Linked DNA regions of Sus scrofa: region 2 is linked to region 1. Evidence: chromatin contacts called from public Hi-C data. All regions are on one chromosome and are shown on one strand. Each heading gives the region's core, a stretch centred on a gene start, on an enhancer-like site or on the middle of the called end of the contact. The rest is flanking DNA. Distances are from core to core; before and after follow the strand shown.

Region 1 (3,962 bases), core at 420-2,919:
CTGGACCCGCCCCTTCCATCTACCCCGGATTCGAGAGCGGGAGTCCTTTTTGTACAGGAGAGAAGAGGGTGCACAGCGCCCCCTATGACTGGGAGGTCTGGCCGGGCCGGGCTTAAATGAGTAACCCGAGGCTGTTGGTTTCAGACTGGCTCTAGCGGAGGACGCTGGAGAAACTGGCCTAGTGAAGAATCCGAGAGGTGGGAGGATGGGGAAGCAGATGGGTTCAGTTGTTTTTGTAGGAAGGACATTAGGAATGAGGACACAAAGGTAACGCAGAAAGAGCTGAAAGACCCTCCGAGGAAATGGTGATCCCATGTGGGCCTCCCCATCCAGAGCAGTGGGGGAGGGGCGCGAAGACGAGGACGTGCAGGGAAGGCCAAAGCTGGGAGGACAGGGAGAGGGAGACAGTAGACAAACAGAAAGGGGACAAGTAGGAGGTGCTGGACATCGAGGCATGTGGGAGGGGCTGACATGGGCATGTTGTTGGATTCGGGGTAGCAACCCGGGGGTGAGAAATACGGACAAGGGAAGAACACTTCATCGTTCTTGTGACTCGTTGGAGGTGGGGGACTCTCAGGAAGGTTAAGATGGGAACTATGCAAAGGGGGTTCCACTTGAGCACGAGAGTCTCGCCAGCAAGTTACAGCAGCCGACATCTGCCATACCGGAAGTGGCGAGGTGTGGGTCTGGGGCCTTTCGGGAGTGGAGAGGCGGGCGCCCGAGCTCCAGGCCTGCCCCTTCAGACTCCGCCCAGCCTCGATCCCGCACCCCCCGGCCGGCTCCGCACTCCCGCCTCCCGCCTGACGCTGCCTTATAAGGAGCCTCCAGCAGGCGTTCGGATTGGACCCGCCCCCTCTAGTCTCTTGTCCTAATAAGGACATCTAGGGCATCCCGCAGCTAGGGGCGGGCGGGAGCGCGTCTCCAGGGTAACTGCGAAATCTCCCACCCCCCTCCTCGTTGCTCTTGGAAACTCCGAAGCTCAAAAAGGTGGAGCCAATCTCATCTTGTAGCAAGGTCTCTTGCAGGAGGCGGCGGTCGAGCTGCGGTCCCCACCTGATGCTCCCGGTGGGGGGGCAATGCAGCGGTACGTCCCCGACTACAGTCCCCGGCATGCTCTGCGACATACCCCAGTCTCGGGTGTTGCTCCCCAGCTGAAGACCAAGCTTCCAGCTCTTCATTTACAGCCTTTATTCTGCATATGGGATCGATGCCCCCAATTCTCTTGTTTGCGACCCTGTCTTCTGCAGAGTAAGCGGCTATGGCCTTTGTTGAAAGCCAATGAAATCTCCCTGGAGTCCCCCACCCTAGTCTGTTTTTTGAAGGTTATGCTCCCACAGAGCTTCTGTTTTAATTTCTGTGGGTATTAAATTAACCATATGCCTGGTTACCAACTGGAGAACGAGATTTAAGTCTGGTTTAAAATCTGTTTCCTGGAGTTCCCGTCGTGGAGCAGCGGTTAACGAATCCGACTAGGAACATGAGGTTGCGGGTTCGATCCCAGCCCTTGCTCAGTGGGTTGAGGATCCGGCATTGCCGTGAGCTGTGCTGTAGGTCGCAGACGCAGCTCGGATCCCGCCTTTCTGTGGCTCTGGCATAGGCTGGCAGCTACAGCTCCGATTCGACCCCCTAGCCTGGGAACTTCCATATGCCGTGAGAGCAGCCCAAGAAATGGCAAAAATAAAATAAAATCTGTTTCCTCTGCTCACTGCCTAGTAAAAGGCGGTAATCTTCGAATGCATAAATCCCTGCTCTTCTCCCTTTATTGCCTCATGAATATGCCAAATGCTTTTAAAACTAGTACAAAGCTCTATTTTCAAAGATTTCTTTGTAGTCTTTCCTTGTGTTTTTTTTCTCTTATTTTATTGAAATTGCACATCGCCTTTCCTCAGTAGACAAGAGTGTCTTTTGAGTATGGAGAATGGTTAATGAATGTGTCCTGGATTGAAGTCTCCTTATACTTGGGATTCTCCTTGCTCTAGGACTGGATTCCAGACCAATGAATAGTTGCTTCAATTCACAAAAGCAAAATACCAAGTCACTGGAAATTTTTAGACCAAGAGATCCAGAAAAACGCCAGGATGGACCTTAGGAAAACCGTTTCGGTACGGGATAAAGAAGCGCGAAATCGAGGCTCATTTTCAGGTCAAATCACCCAGCACCGAGGCCTTGGCTCTGTGCAGAGCGTTTCCTGGGGCATTCCACCAACCCGCGCGCTCTCCTTGCTGTAGTCCCGCCCCTCTCAGCTGTCCCCGGACTACACTTCCCAGTATGCAACGTGACGACCAGACGCTGTCAGATGAAAAAGACTCTGCTACCCAGCTGGCCCGAGGACAGCGCAGGAGCCTCGGACTTCATTTCCCGTCGGTCTTCAGGAGGAGCGCCGGAAGCCCGCCCCGCCCCTCATTGTGCGGCTCATACTAAACGGAAGGGGCCGGGAGAGGCCGCGTTCAGTCGGATCCCGGCAGCAGCTGAAGCGGCTCTTGTCTTTTCTGGCTCCTTGCTATCTCCTTTTCGCTTCCGGAAATATGGTGAGCGGCAGGCCACGGCGCGGGAGGGGAGGCGGCTGCGAGTCGATTGTCTGCGTGCGCGGGAGGGAACGGGGGAGCGACGTCGGCACCCCCTCCCCCAGATCCCCCGGCTGGATGAGGGTCTCGTGCTGAGGGGCGGGCGGCGCTGGGACGCGCGTGCGCGCCCGCGGGCGCCGGTGAGGGCCGGCTCGGACGTCGCTCGCGCGCCCCCTGGACTCCCCTCCCCTCCCCCACTCCGCTGTTGCGCCCGCGCGGACACTGGCCGTGGGGGAGGGGTCCAGGGCGCGCGGGTGCGCGGCCGTCGCGGAGCAGCCGGTGTCGCGCGTCGCGGCGGTGCCGAAGCGAATGGGTTCGCGGGTGCGCGCGCGCGCTGGGAGCACGCGGCATCCAAACCTGGCTCGGGGGCGGCGAAGGAAAAGCGCGCGAGCGCTCTCGGCGCGCGCGCCCCACCCAAGGGCTGTTCCTGTCTTCGCGTCACCCTCCCTCGCAGGCGGGTCTGTCTCGAGAGCAGGTGGCAGGGATGCCCACAAGGGGCGGGGGCGGCGCGGCTAGCTGGGATGCGGGGGTGTCCGGGTTTTGGCGCAGGCGCCTGAGATTGGGGGCTTGCCCCGCGCAGCGGACCCCGCAGCGACCACGGCCGCGCTCGGGAGCGAGCCCACGAGACGAGCTGGGTTCTCCGCCGAGTACTCCCGGCGAGGGATGGAACGGCGCTGTCGGCCGGCGCGTGCGCACTCGCTCAGGCCTGGCCGCCGGGCCCGAATCCCTGGACAAGTGGGGCCGTCGGCTTTCCCGGATGGGGCCTGAGGGTGGAGCTGAGTTTAGGGAAGTGACCCAGGCGGGCACCGCCCGGAAACCACCCCGCCCCCTCTGTTCAGCCCGAAGGCTTCGAGGGCCGAAGGTTGTGTAACGTGCCCAGGCCCTCAGCGGAGGGGACCAGTAAGCTGGTGGGTAAAGGCGATTCCTTGGGGTTGAGAGTCTAGAGGTGTCTCTGCATCTGTGTACCGGTTTTTCTCGGGGAGGGGTCTGAGTCTAGCCGATCTCTTCTCCGCCTACTCCGGAAGCGGCTCAATCACGTGGCCAGCTTCCTCTGCAGTTCCGGGAGCGGGGGCAGGTTTTTACCTTGGACAGTCACTCTCTCCCGGCTAGGTTGGGCCCCAGCACGACCCAGAAAAGTTTAAAGAGCTCTCAAGGGCCAAGGTGTTTGGAGTGCTAACTTAGATCAGTGACTTTTGGGGCCTGCATATATTCTGGGGAACAGGGAGTTGTTGGGTAGGGCCTTAATTAGGCGTTTGTGGTTCTTGCTTGGGTTTAGGAAGACCCCAGCGGAGGATAGGACAGCTTGTGTAGTCACCGCATGGGACAGTTCTGATGGACTTGTTAGAACAGTTGAGCACCGCTGGTGTCCCATGTAGCATTATGGGGTCCTGGTTCTCA
Region 2 (4,111 bases), core at 1,411-3,910, 120 kb after region 1:
CACTCCGTGGGTTAAGGATCCAGTGTTGCTTTGAGCTGTGGTGTAGGTTGCAGATGCGGCTCAGATCCCTCATTGCTGTGGCTATGGTGTAGGCTGGCAGCTGTAGCTCCTATTTGATCCCTAGCCTGGGAACTTTCACATGCCACAGGTGCAACCCTAAAAAAACAAACAAAAAAAATCTGTATTTAATCATATTATTGGTGGTAATGTTGGTTATTATTCTGAGTGTTTGGTGTATAGTCTGAGATAGACCAAAGGAGTAATTGGTTGGCATCACTGAGAACTGAGATTTTTTTATTGTGGAAAAACATACATAATATAAAATTTAGAGTTCCCTGGTGGCTCAGCAGGTTAAGGATCTGACATTGTCACGGTTGTGGCACTGGTTCAATATCTGGCCTGGGAACTTCTGCATGCAGGGAGTGTGGCCAAAAAATGACTATTTTTGTTTGTCTTTTAGGGCTGCATGGGCATCGTATATGCACCCAGGCTAGGGGTCTAATCAGAGCTACAGCTGCTAGGATCCGAGCTGAGTCTGGGATCTACTGCATCCCCAACCCACTGAGCCAGGCAAGGGATGGAACGAACCTGTGTCCTCATGGGTAATAGATTCGTTTCTGCTTCACCACGATGGGAACTCCAATACATACGAATTTTTAAAAGAGGATCGTACAAAGATCAGTGATGATTGTGTCATTAATCAAAGATTATAATTCATCCATCTGTTCTCCTGAAGTCTGCCTCCTCAGAAAGGTAAGGCTAATTTTCTAATCCGGGGCAGCCACAGGAGAAACTGAAATGAGTGGGAGGGGTGGTAACTGTTTTCACTTTTGTCTTCCTGTTTTTTTTTTTTTTTTTTTTCAGAGCCTGGGAAAGCAAGTCAGAATTTCCAATCTTTTCCAATTCCCACATGATTCCCTAATTTAGAACGAACACAGAGAAAATAAAGTCTGCCTTCCTCTGGGTAAGACTCCGAAGCCTGCTGGGGATTGCCCCCACCCTCGGACAAGGAACCCCCCGCGGAGGGGGTTGCTCCAGTCCCACCCTCACCCCGCACGAACGCTTCTTGGGCTTGGCCTTGGGGACAATATTCTGGCGACGGGTCACAGGATGGTTAATTAGTGGAAATGCTTTGTGCGAGCTGGACCAGCAGGAAACCCTGGGGACACAGGCGGGGTGAGCCTGCCGATTCAAACCCCTGGAGGGTCCCGGACCTGCTAAAACACAAACGTCAGGCTGCAGGGTCGAGGCTCCAGAGATCTACCCCTCGGTGCCTTCTGCCACCCATTGCCCCGGAGGGATGCCTCTTAAACCGAGGAGCCTGGGCTCGGTTCGCCAGCGGGAGCGGACGAGGCACGGAGCCTCGGTCCACACTAGCGTGCACCCATCGTCCGAGCACTGCCAGGTGAAGTCCGGGCGCTTTCCTTTCCCCTCTCTGCCTCCAGACTGGGGGGACAAGAAATTTAAAAAATGCTTCCGCGGCCCCAACCACCACGAAGCACCTTCATCGATTAGGAAGCCGTGTGGAGTTTAGCCACCCGGTGTTTGCGGTCGAAGCAGGCCCGAGCCTTTCCCAGCGCAGGGCAGGCAGCCGAAGCCCAGCAGCTCTGGCCCTGTTCCAGACCGGGCCCGAGGTGACATCACCACTCCTCCGATCGGCGGGAGGGGGCCCCCGAAATCCCCTAAAAACATTGTGAGTAATCGCCCGGCCCGCCCTCCAGGCGGGGCCCAGACTCGCGAGCGATCCGTGCTGCCCAGCCAGTCCCGGGAGCGGCGTCCAGGCGCGCGGCGTCTCGGGGCCCAGCGCGGCGCGTACTTGCTCGCAGGGCCCGGCAGCGGCGGCGCGCGCCACCCCCTAGGCCCTCGAGTGGCGCGCTCTTGTCCCTAACCCACCGCGCGGGGCGGCGGCGGCGGCGGCGGCGGCGACGCAGCGCGCAGGCGCGGCCGGATTCCCGGCAGTGACGCGGCGGCGGGCGCGCGCGGCGCATTTCCGCCTCTGGCGAATGGCTCGACTGTAGCGCGCGCCGCGGGCCCAGCTGCGACCCCGGCCCCGCCCCCGGGACCCCGGCCATGGACGGTGAGGACGCCCTCTGACCCCGCGCGGTGGCGGCGCTGGGGCCGCCGGGACCGCGGCGGGAGCCTCCGCGCTGCCTTCCGCTCCTTCCTGCGCCGATGGTCGCTGCGCAGGGAGCGGCCGGCCGGATGGTGGAGCGGGGCGGGGCCGGAGTGGGGGGGGGGGTCTGACTCAGTTTCCCCTGGGGGTGGCGGGAGTTGGGGGGAGCTGTGACTCGGTCTCCCCCGGGGCCCCGGGGGCAGTTCCGACTTAGTTTCCTTGTTAGGGGAGAATGTATCTGACTCAGTTTCCTCCCGGGTTGGGGTGGGGAGTGCCCTCCCTTAGTTTAATTTAGGAAAGTAGAGAGGGGTCCTGGCTCAGTTTCCCCTGGTGGTGGAGGCCGTCCTACCGGGTTTTCTCTTAGAAAACAAGTGTTTCTGGCTCCTTCACCCCTGCCCCTTAGCTGTACTGCAGGTTCCAGGCAGCTGGCCCTGACCCAGTGTCCCCGGGAGGGAGCCTGGCTTCATCTCCTTGCCGGGGATGCAGGCCCTCCCTGGTGAGGACGGGAAGCGGGCATGTGCTGACCCTTGTATCCCTCCCCTTTCAGACCTCTTCCCCCTCATCTTCCCCTCGGGTAAGTTGGACCATCCTTTTTCCGTGGTTCGGGAGGAGCTCCCCAGGGTGAGGGCGATGGGGTCAGCCGCCTGATGGGGGCTGGCCCGCATCTCCCCCGCAGAGCCGGCCCCGGCCTCGGGCCCCTATGTGGAGATCATCGAGCAGCCCAAGCAGCGGGGCATGCGCTTCCGCTACAAGTGCGAGGGCCGCTCAGCCGGCAGTATCCCGGGCGAGAGGAGCACGGATACCACCAAGACCCACCCCACCATCAAGGTCAGCCCAGCTCCCGAGTGAGGGGCGCAGTGTCAGTAGGGGTGAAACCCCAGCAGGCTTGCTTTCAGGCCCCCGCGCAGCCTGCCCCCCCCCTCCGGGGGGGGGGAATTGGGGCTGGAATTCCTGCGCCTCCAGGGTGCTCTCTGTACTTTGGACAGATCAATGGCTACACGGGGCCAGGGACAGTGCGCATCTCCCTGGTCACCAAGGACCCCCCTCACCGGCCTCACCCCCATGAGCTCGTGGGGAAAGACTGCCGGGATGGCTTCTATGAGGCTGAGCTCTGCCCAGACCGCTGCATCCACAGGTGAGCTCCCCTTGGGCACCAGGGGGTGGTGGGGAGGTGGGAGGCCAGGAGGGCCAGCAGCTGTGTAGCTGTTACAGTGTTCTTTCTAGACAGAGGGCACCCTTTGCTCTGTCCCCAGCTCTGCAGGCAGATTCCTCTGTCTTGAAATTGCCTGTGTCTCTCCTCCCTCTAGCAGATAGGAGCCCCATGGAAAAGTGATAGGTCTCTAATCACCCCCGAAGCCCTAACGCCTGTGGCTGGAAGGGCAAGCCCCTCAGTCACGTCACTTGTAGCGAGAAAGAAAACCACTGAACCGACAGTCTCCCTGGAGCTTACGTACTAGTTGACAGAGGCAGGCTGTAAATAAACATACAAATAATTAAACAAGATCCGTTAGCAAGTCATCAGTAGTGATGAAAATAAAGCAGTGGGTTGGAGGAATAGCCCGGGAGGCGGAGGAGCTGGTGTCACTACTTTAGATGGGGAGTCAGAAAGGCCTCTCAGGTTAGAGCTGAATGTGAGAAGGCAGAGAGGCATGGAAAGAATGGCGCGCTCCCGGCAGAGTGAATGGGTGTCAGAGGCTTTGAAGTGGGAAGGAGTTTTGTGTGTTTGGAGAAGGGAAAAGAGGTCCTGGGACAGAGGGTAGGGAGCCAGCAGGGACAGTGGACCCGGCGGCAGGGCCCAGGGCTTTGTCAGCCAGAGTGAGGAGTGGGTGGCACTGTGGGCAGCCATTCAGGGGGGTCCAGCACGGCGTGCTGGCCTGCTGAGTGGGTGGGGGAGAAGGGGTAGACCCGGCAGGGCTGGAGGGCCCAGGCTCTGCTGGAGACAGTGGGACTGATTCCTCGGGGACCTCAGCTTCCAGAACCTGGGGATCCAGTGTGTAA

Evidence for each region. Hi-C and Micro-C count contacts between places; a contact is called where the count stands out from the background.
Region 2: a contact with region 1 is called in a Hi-C map of liver, with 3 times the contacts expected there. The contact joins the promoter of RELA here to the promoter of MUS81 in region 1. A contact is called at or near these places in 1 of 47 Hi-C or Micro-C datasets (liver) and 1 of 2 datasets of contacts at active chromatin or transcription factors (alveolar macrophages).

Annotation. Positions count from the first base shown.
Region 1 is chr2:6,469,111-6,473,072 of Sscrofa11.1, forward strand. MUS81 (crossover junction endonuclease MUS81) reads right to left here and starts at 1,670. Exons shown (of 16, transcript XM_003122526.5): 1 at 1-1,670. CFL1 (cofilin 1) reads left to right here and starts at 2,448. Exons shown (of 4, transcript NM_001004043.1): 1 at 2,448-2,528. The coding sequence starts at 2,526.
Region 2 is chr2:6,592,209-6,596,319 of Sscrofa11.1, forward strand. It overlaps RELA (RELA proto-oncogene, NF-kB subunit), which reads left to right and starts at 2,661. Exons shown (of 10, transcript NM_001114281.1): 1 at 2,661-2,687; 2 at 2,790-2,941; 3 at 3,100-3,248; 4 at 4,083-4,111. The coding sequence starts at 2,661.